2 separate regions of the Zea mays genome follow, and region 1 is linked to region 2. A link is a contact called in public Hi-C data. All regions are on one chromosome and are shown on one strand. The core of a region is the stretch at or near the end of the contact, and the rest is flanking DNA. Distances in the headings are between cores, read along the strand shown.

Region 1 (4,014 bases), core at 1,330-3,829, 110 kb after region 2:
TCTGAATTATATATGAGATTAAATAATCTAGATTGTATAATCTAGATTAAATAATCTGGATGTAATTGGTTGGCAACTCAGCTTATTGGAACTTTGATTATTGATTTTAGTCATGTGTTGTGCCATTGTGTGGTAGGAGCAAGAAAAAAATAAATGATATATCTTGTGTAAGAAGTGATAATAGTGGGTAATTTCTTCTGAGTTCTGAAGTTGGTATGGATATTAAGTAGTGTGTATTTTTTACCAAATAAGGTAGAGTAAGCATCTGTTGAGCAGCGCTTATGGGATTTATGATTATCTGGCCTCCAAATTATATAAACTGGCCTAATAATCTTTCTGTTTAATTTGTTTCTCATCTAGATTATTAATGAATTATATAATCTAGACAATGGGTCTAGCCAACTGAATAAGGTCAAGCCAGACAATATGTAGCCTTAATCCTACCTTTCAACTCTAGACCGACCTTTGAGAGTTATTTTCCACCATCCTTTTTCCTCCTCCTCTCATTTCTCCTATGGTTCCACACACCTCCCCAGTTGGACCGTGAAGTATAATAAATTGCGTAGTTACAAGAGCATCACCATTTTTCCTTAAAAAACAGAAACTTGCCTCAGAATTTCACAGAACTATGCATCTCTTTTGATATGCCCGAATATGGTTTTAGAGTATAGACGTAGTGCCGTTTAGAACGCTGGTTCGTCAGGACCACAGATTCATGCAAAAAGAGCCACCCTAGTACTAACAGAAGTCACACATTTTAAAAACGAATTTCCATCGATTGGTGAATGGCGAATACCTGGCATTCCCTGGCCTTCAGCGTTTCCGAAAAGCCAAAGCCAGATTCATAGCCGACAAATAAACAAGCTGGCCTCCGAAAAGCCATAGATCTTCCGGATTTCCTCACCCAAATTAAGCCCAAAGCGAGCCCTATCCAAGCTAGGATAAGAACAAGCATGCCGACTCTAACATAGACATGCTGAACTGTTTTGGTACAGTTTCAGATACCCACCGTGTGCAGTGCAGATAATGCTGAACTGACGTTTAACGATAAAATATGATCTTGTCACATAAAAACTGGAGGGTCCGACCTTAAACTAAACATGATCAGTAACAATTATGTAAGTGGGGAAAGCTAATTAAGTAGATGAGCTAGCAGACCAGAGCTCGAGGATGCTGAAAGTGTCAACTTAGCTTGTAGCAAAGATCGGTATGTAGATGTAGCATATGAGTTCCCTCCACCGATTGAGCCCAAGAGGCTCCTCGTTGATAAATAGCCGAATAGGCAATCGTGCTGTTGAGCCAACCCCGCCCATGGATTAAGTGGATTTGAGCTACAACAATCGGGTCACGCATTACCCACAATTTTTTTTTGTTGCTTAAAATCTGACCCCAATATGGAAAACCCATAAGAAACTTGACCTGACCCGTCCAATGGGTAGGGTCTTTTTCCGCGTATGCCATTTTTCTCCATTACCGGGTAGCAGATGGCAAGACATGTCACTAGCTAGGTCGCGAGCACGAGAGTGTGCTTTGGTACCCTCGACTTCATCACCACCATCGAGGGGATGTTGGCGTAGGTGGAGACTTTCTTGCAGCCATGTCACCAACTTTGACACCATCACTGAGGCGCTTGGGTAACTACAGCTCCACACCTCGGAGACCCAAGCTTCCGGGAGCAAGTGGCTCCTGGACCTGAACAGTGAGTGCATGTGGCGCCAAGTTCACGCTTTTATGGGACCCCGACTGTCCTAGGAGGACATGTGCCTCATCCAAGTCTCGCTCGCCAATGCGTGAGCACAACTCTCCGACTGAGCACCGCTCTCCTCGAAGGTCCTTACGGGAAGCGTCCCAGCGCTACCGCACGGTATGCCAACTCCCACGAACATCGAGTTCGTGTCAGCGGCCAACTATGTGTCGGAGTCGATCCTCAACCTTCTTATGGAAGAATTGGGATCCTCTAACACGAACTCAAGTGAAAGGATCCATCACTCCTCACGCGAATGCTTTATGACCGAATCACGAGATGGCAATGTCACTCCCACGGACGGATCCTAGCTGCAGCTGAACCGGATGCAGGAGCGACAAAGGGAGCTCGATGACGCGCGCTGCCAAATTGAGCAATAGCGCGTGAAACTCGAGCGTGAGCTCAAGCATTGCCGAGACGGAGGGCACGCACGCACCATCGCCTGTGACGTCAATCAGCGGATCATAAAGGACACGCAAAGCCCCCACTCTTATCACGCGTAAGCCACAACGTTGCTACCGCGGCAGCCCTACTTCGGGGGCTCTCGTAGCCGGCTACGTCCGAGGAATGTAGAGCTCGTGAAGAGGTCTGCGCGCTTCCTGAGCACGCTGTGATGCAGCAGACAGACAGAGAGCTCCATGTGCAACGTGAGCCTGGCACAAGTCAACGCATGTCTATGCCGCTACATGACACGAGCACATCCCTGCAACAAGTCTCGAGGGCATCTCCCTAAATCCTGAACCCTAAAACTCTAAATGCATGAGAGACCAGTCCAAGTGGTGATACGAGGGCACCTCCCTAGATGCACGTCAACTCGTCCAACAGGACAAGAGAGAGAGAGGGCCTCTCATAGCTACCATCCCCAATGAGGTGGTCCCTACAACGGGCGAATACGAGCCCTGACTCTCCAATGGCCCAGGGTCTTTTCCTCCCACATTCGAAATTCGAAATGTGACTTCAACCATCATCTCCTCCGCCTCATCTCGTGCAGCTTATTTTGCCTGCATCATATTCATAATGTAGAGTGAAACTTATTGGAGGGTAGAAAGATAAACAGTGGTTTTTACTTAATAGATTTTATTTAGAGAAAAAAACTCTTGGTCGGATGCCAAATTGAGAAGGAATGTCTTAGCTATCTTAGGAATAAATCAAAGCAATTGATCAGTGAATAGTACTCCCTCCGTTTCTTTTTATAAGTCGTTTCCAACACACATTCTATAAATAGCGGCGACATCTAAAACGAAACGGAGGGAGTACTGGCATGAGGAAAGCATAGGCAGATTAAGCAACATTCCACCATGCTTGGTAGGTGGCCACTTCCAAAATCCAAAGCCAACTCAAGTTGTTTGTTTGGCTTTAATTCGAAACGGTTTCTATTGTTTTCACAATATTGTGTCGAAACAGTTGGCTACTGACCACTGACCACGGACAGACTTATAGCCGCGACCACTACCTATCATGGGATAAGGTCAGATATCAAACATTAACACATGCCGAATTATCATACAAACCGCAAAAGTTACAAATACAAGGTTTACAGTATGAGTTTGTTGGATACCTTGACATTTTCTCACGTACATTCCATAGCTATAACTACAAGCACTAATTCCATGGAAATCCATTGAATTCCTTATTTTCTACACTCATGAACAGTCATTGTAAACAACGTGCTAACTTGCTGCAAGTGCAGCACTTATTTTAACCACGTACCTCCTAGCATTCGGCACAATACATAAATAGAATATTAACAGTAGAATCAATTAATCTGAATGGACGATACAGCTGCCGATACCTCCCTTGTTCTTGGGTCAGCATCTTCCAATGAGACACCACGGCAGTCTTCTCGAACGAGAAGTGGCAGAACGCCAGCAGAGCTCCAAGCATTTGCTACAGCATTACTTGCATCCCCCAAAGTCACTGAGAATACTGCATCGAAGCCACCAGCTCCCGGAACTCCAGCAAGTAAAACACCCTCCATATTCATAGTGGCGTCAAGTAGCCGTGTTTGTGAATCTGGCTCAATCTACAAAATTAGGGCAAAGATATCAAACAAGGTTGAATAAGAATATTGACCCTATTATATCTACAATTTCATAACTTAGTGATCCATGTTGCTGTGATTATGCCCTGCGAATCAAGCTCCCTGCCCATTGATCCATTAAACAAGGCTGGGTCAATGGGGGCGTCGATCTCGCTCGTTCTGGGCCTTTGGCTCCCCCTCCGACAGGGACACGTTGTGGTGCATGGCCTCTCGAGCCTGAAGGGGACCT
Region 2 (3,776 bases), core at 297-2,796:
TAAGATTAGCAATATACATCCAGAAGTATACATTATTACATTAGATGCATACTGATATCAGAAAAGAGAGAGTACAATCCAAGAAGCATGTAGCTATGTAGACATCTGGGTAGCAAGGGAAAATGAAATTCTTTGTGGTTCAATGTGTCCCTTGCTGCTTATTCATAAGTAAATGGTTTAAATGTCATATAATCTAGAAAGTAAACGTTCCAAAACAATAGGTCCCACACATGGCACTATTAAGTTAAGTGAAACTAGTATAAGAACTGAACTAACGCTCCCACAACTTGAAGAGTGAGATCGCCCAGTTAATCCATAGATATGAAATGATAATGTAGGGTTACTCATGCAACAACAACCACAGCATACCCTATTTAATTGTGAATTTACTTTAAGCAAAAATTCCTTAGGCTGCTAAATTTCCAACACCAATGGGTCAACTACTGATTTGAACTAACAATCTGGTACAACTCCATTGAAAACCAAGCTATAGTGCAAACCTTTCCAACATTGGAGTATCAATTCGAGCCCCCTCCTTGACTGGAGGGCATAGCGGCTCTGGCTCCCACTCATCACATAGCTCATCAATCTCCTGCAGAGACAAAATGCTGGCATTCAGTGACATGCTTCATGAACAGGCGACGAGAACAATACTTTACAGTATTAAGAATTGTCTGGTTCTAGTAGTTACGAACGATAAGAACACATGACGTCCTGACCTTTTCAGTAAGTGGTTTCTTTGGTGGTTTGTAGCTCTTCCTGGAGAGCTGAAACACGATGACTGCAATAAGAAGCCCTTCCACGACCAAGTGCCCTGGAAAATCCCGTCGCGACTGAATGTGAGACACTAAGCCGCCGACCCGTCTTATGAATCCATGAGGAAAGAGGGATTTACCATCGATATGGACCCCGAAGACGACTGCACGGGCAAGTGGGGCATTGAACGCAGCCGAGACACGGGCGAGCACCGCCGCTGTGGCATTCACAACGGGCAATGCCATGTCCATGTCCCCAGGAGCTTCCCTCAGGAACCGTTAGCGCCCAGAATCTGCCAACCAAGCAGTTTCCATCAGTCAGATCGATCGCCGAACCAGGCGCGGCGGGCTTAACGTGGAGGAACTCGTGGGTTCAGCTAAACCCCTCTCGAATTATCGGGAAACAAACAGGCCACTATCTATTGCTCCCCTGCACACAGGACACAGGCACACAGCAAGGGAATCCGTAACGAATTGGACGGCCTGGAGAGACCCCCATCCCAGCGACAGAGACTCTGGTTTGATTGGCAGCACTGGTAAGATCCAGCAGGAGAACACCAAAGGCTCATCCAAGCAAAGCTAGGGCTTCCTTACCGAGAAAAGGAAGGAATCGATCCCAGGTCCGGTCGGATCTCCGCTCTGCGCTGTCGGGAAGAGGAGGACAAACAGCTACAATTCTTCCGATGTGACGCCTTCGCTTCAGTGGTAGTAGAGGTAAGCTTTCGCCGGAGATGGGTCGACGAATGGACCCCGGAGCCAGGCGGGACGCGGGAGTATGCACCAATGAGTCTGGTTCGAGTAGCGGAGCGATGGATTCGAGGCGGTGGTCAGTGTAGTCACGACGGGGCTGTTAATATACGAGGGGCGGGGAGGGAGACGAGACGACGACGCGGTGGACAAAGAGGGAGAGAGGAGACCGATGGGCGATGGGTTTGATTGGGCTGGCTCCCGGGCGGCGGTCGTCTTCGGCTGGCGCTGGCTGGGCTCGGCGTCTGTCTGGCCTTGCGGCTGCGACGATCGTCCCTTTCGTTTCGTTCGACTGGGAGTCCGGGCCAGCCAGCGTTGATCCAATGATGATCCGTGTGGTCAATCCTGGCTGATGATATTTTTCTGTTACGACTCCGGTGGTCCACTCTCTATATCTTGTGTTGGGATTTACTTATAAACTTTTATAATCAGTGGTTAGTTAACCGCCTGCGACTTGGCTGATGGCAGCTCATGACTGACTTCAGTTCAGAGGTAGAACTACTCCTTGTAGCAGGGTCGCAGCCTCGACGGACAGGACTTGGTGTCGTCCTAAATTCTAGATTGAGATCTTTAAATCTTTTATTAGAGCGTAAGAAAAAATCTTCATCCGTCTCAAAATAAAATTCGTTTCGAATATTTAGTGAACTCATATAATAATTAACATATATGTTATATATATATATATAGATTTAGTATCATATATTTAAATATAGACATAAAAACTAAATGCTAAAGTGAATACTAATTTAGAACGGATAAATTATTTCTCTGTTTCTTTACTTTGACAACGTAAACACCAAAACAGGCAAGAGACAATAATAAATAATTTGTTATCTTATTATTTATTATAAAGCATACATCTTTATTATATAAAAAATAGAGTCACTTAAGGATATGTTCGGTGTTAGCCCACATAATATTTTATAGATTTTCTTAGCACTCTGTGTTAGGTAAATATTATGATTAACTCATGCCTCGAGTAGCGAGGGATAACATTCAGGGTCTTCTCCCTCTGAAGTTTGTAGGTCTCTCAAATATTTCATCTCTATACTTTGAACATATTTTTTTAATATGGTTACGAGTAAGGATTTTAAATCAGTTAAATTGTCATAAAATTTGACTTGCATGATTTTTACCTCACCTTATTCTAAAGTTCGTAAGGATAGAGAAATTTAGGAGAAATATGTTTAAACATATTAGTCTTAATATAACTCGTTTCTATTTGTGGAGCACATCTCCTATTATCTTCAGAGATAATTATGAAGGTGTTTGCGACATCAAAACCACACGATATCTGGATGTGATTAGTCATTTGTTGTAACCAAGAATATACCCTATCCTATTTGTCAGTACCTTAAATATAGGGTACCCAATTTTGATGGATCAAGGCGAGGACCCCTATGGCTGCCCATAGCCACAAATCTATGGCTGGCCAGCCCGACTCAGGATTGAGGCCCGTCATATGTGGTTTCGGACCAGCTGGGCTCGTTACTTGGGCTGAACCGGTATCACCACAAGTCCCATAGAAGGGAGTAATCAGCAACTTCGGTCGTAGGTCTGAGTTCCCACGAACGGGATCCAGACCTTCACATGGGCCCACCGGATCCCCGGGAAGGGGGTCCGGAGCAGCTCCATGCCCCTGGAGTAAAAGCACTCTCATGACTACAAGATCGGTTCCGGACAGGACCCCACATGTGTCATCTGAACCTCAAACCAGATGAGATTCGGTGCCGCCATGTGTCCAGGCCATTACGGTTGGGGCCCGAACCCCCTCATCCATGTTCCGGGCCCCCAATCACTGGAGGTCCGGGGGTGCCACGACACCACACATTCCTAGGAGCATGCCCAGGCAGAGGTCCGGTGCCGACACGTGGCCGGAGACGCCTGACGTAAGCCTCTGACATGGGGTCGCCAGCATTAAGTGCGAACAGGACGCGCGCTTGCCTGCGCTAGTGGCAGGTGGCGTGCGCCCCGGATTAAATACATGCGCGAAATCCGCAAGGTCTGGGCTACGCCAGTAACCCGCGTGTTACCGAGACAGGACGATTGACTCAATACGTTGCATGGGCACCCCTCATTATAACTCCTACTGTTCCCCACACGTTACCTAGGCAGGGTGGAACAGGTGGAGGGGATAGGACGACTGCCCATACACCGTTACACACAGTGGTGTATCAGGTTACGCCACAGCCTACACCATAACCTTCATCCACACGATAGCAAGGCAAAACAACGACAAGTCTGCCTGTTGGGGACTTGTTCTCAAATGCTATG

What was found. Hi-C and Micro-C count contacts between places; a contact is called where the count stands out from the background.
Region 1: a contact with region 2 is called in a Hi-C map of endosperm, with 2.6 times the contacts expected there. The contact joins the enhancer-like site here to the promoter of LOC103633646 in region 2. A contact is called at or near these places in 4 of 25 Hi-C or Micro-C datasets (ear, endosperm, leaf and 1 more).

Annotation. Positions count from the first base shown.
Region 1 is chr1:34,865,747-34,869,760 of Zm-B73-REFERENCE-NAM-5.0, forward strand. LOC101060998 (phosphomevalonate kinase) reads right to left here. Exons shown (of 10, transcript NM_001368240.1): 10 at 3,217-3,767. The coding sequence ends at 3,501. Among protein-coding and RNA genes, the nearest start is that of LOC101060998, 11 kb to the right of the region's middle. Within about 2 kb of position 2,580, at least 15 of the 20 cell types and tissues checked have an H3K27ac peak or open chromatin away from gene starts, as enhancers often do. A contact at or near this core is called in ear, endosperm and tassel, where this site is marked.
Region 2 is chr1:34,760,029-34,763,804 of Zm-B73-REFERENCE-NAM-5.0, forward strand. It overlaps LOC103633646 (long chain base biosynthesis protein 1a-like), which reads right to left and starts at 1,547. Exons shown (of 13, transcript NM_001346710.1): 1 at 1,350-1,547; 2 at 896-1,048; 3 at 720-814; 4 at 501-592. The coding sequence starts at 1,007.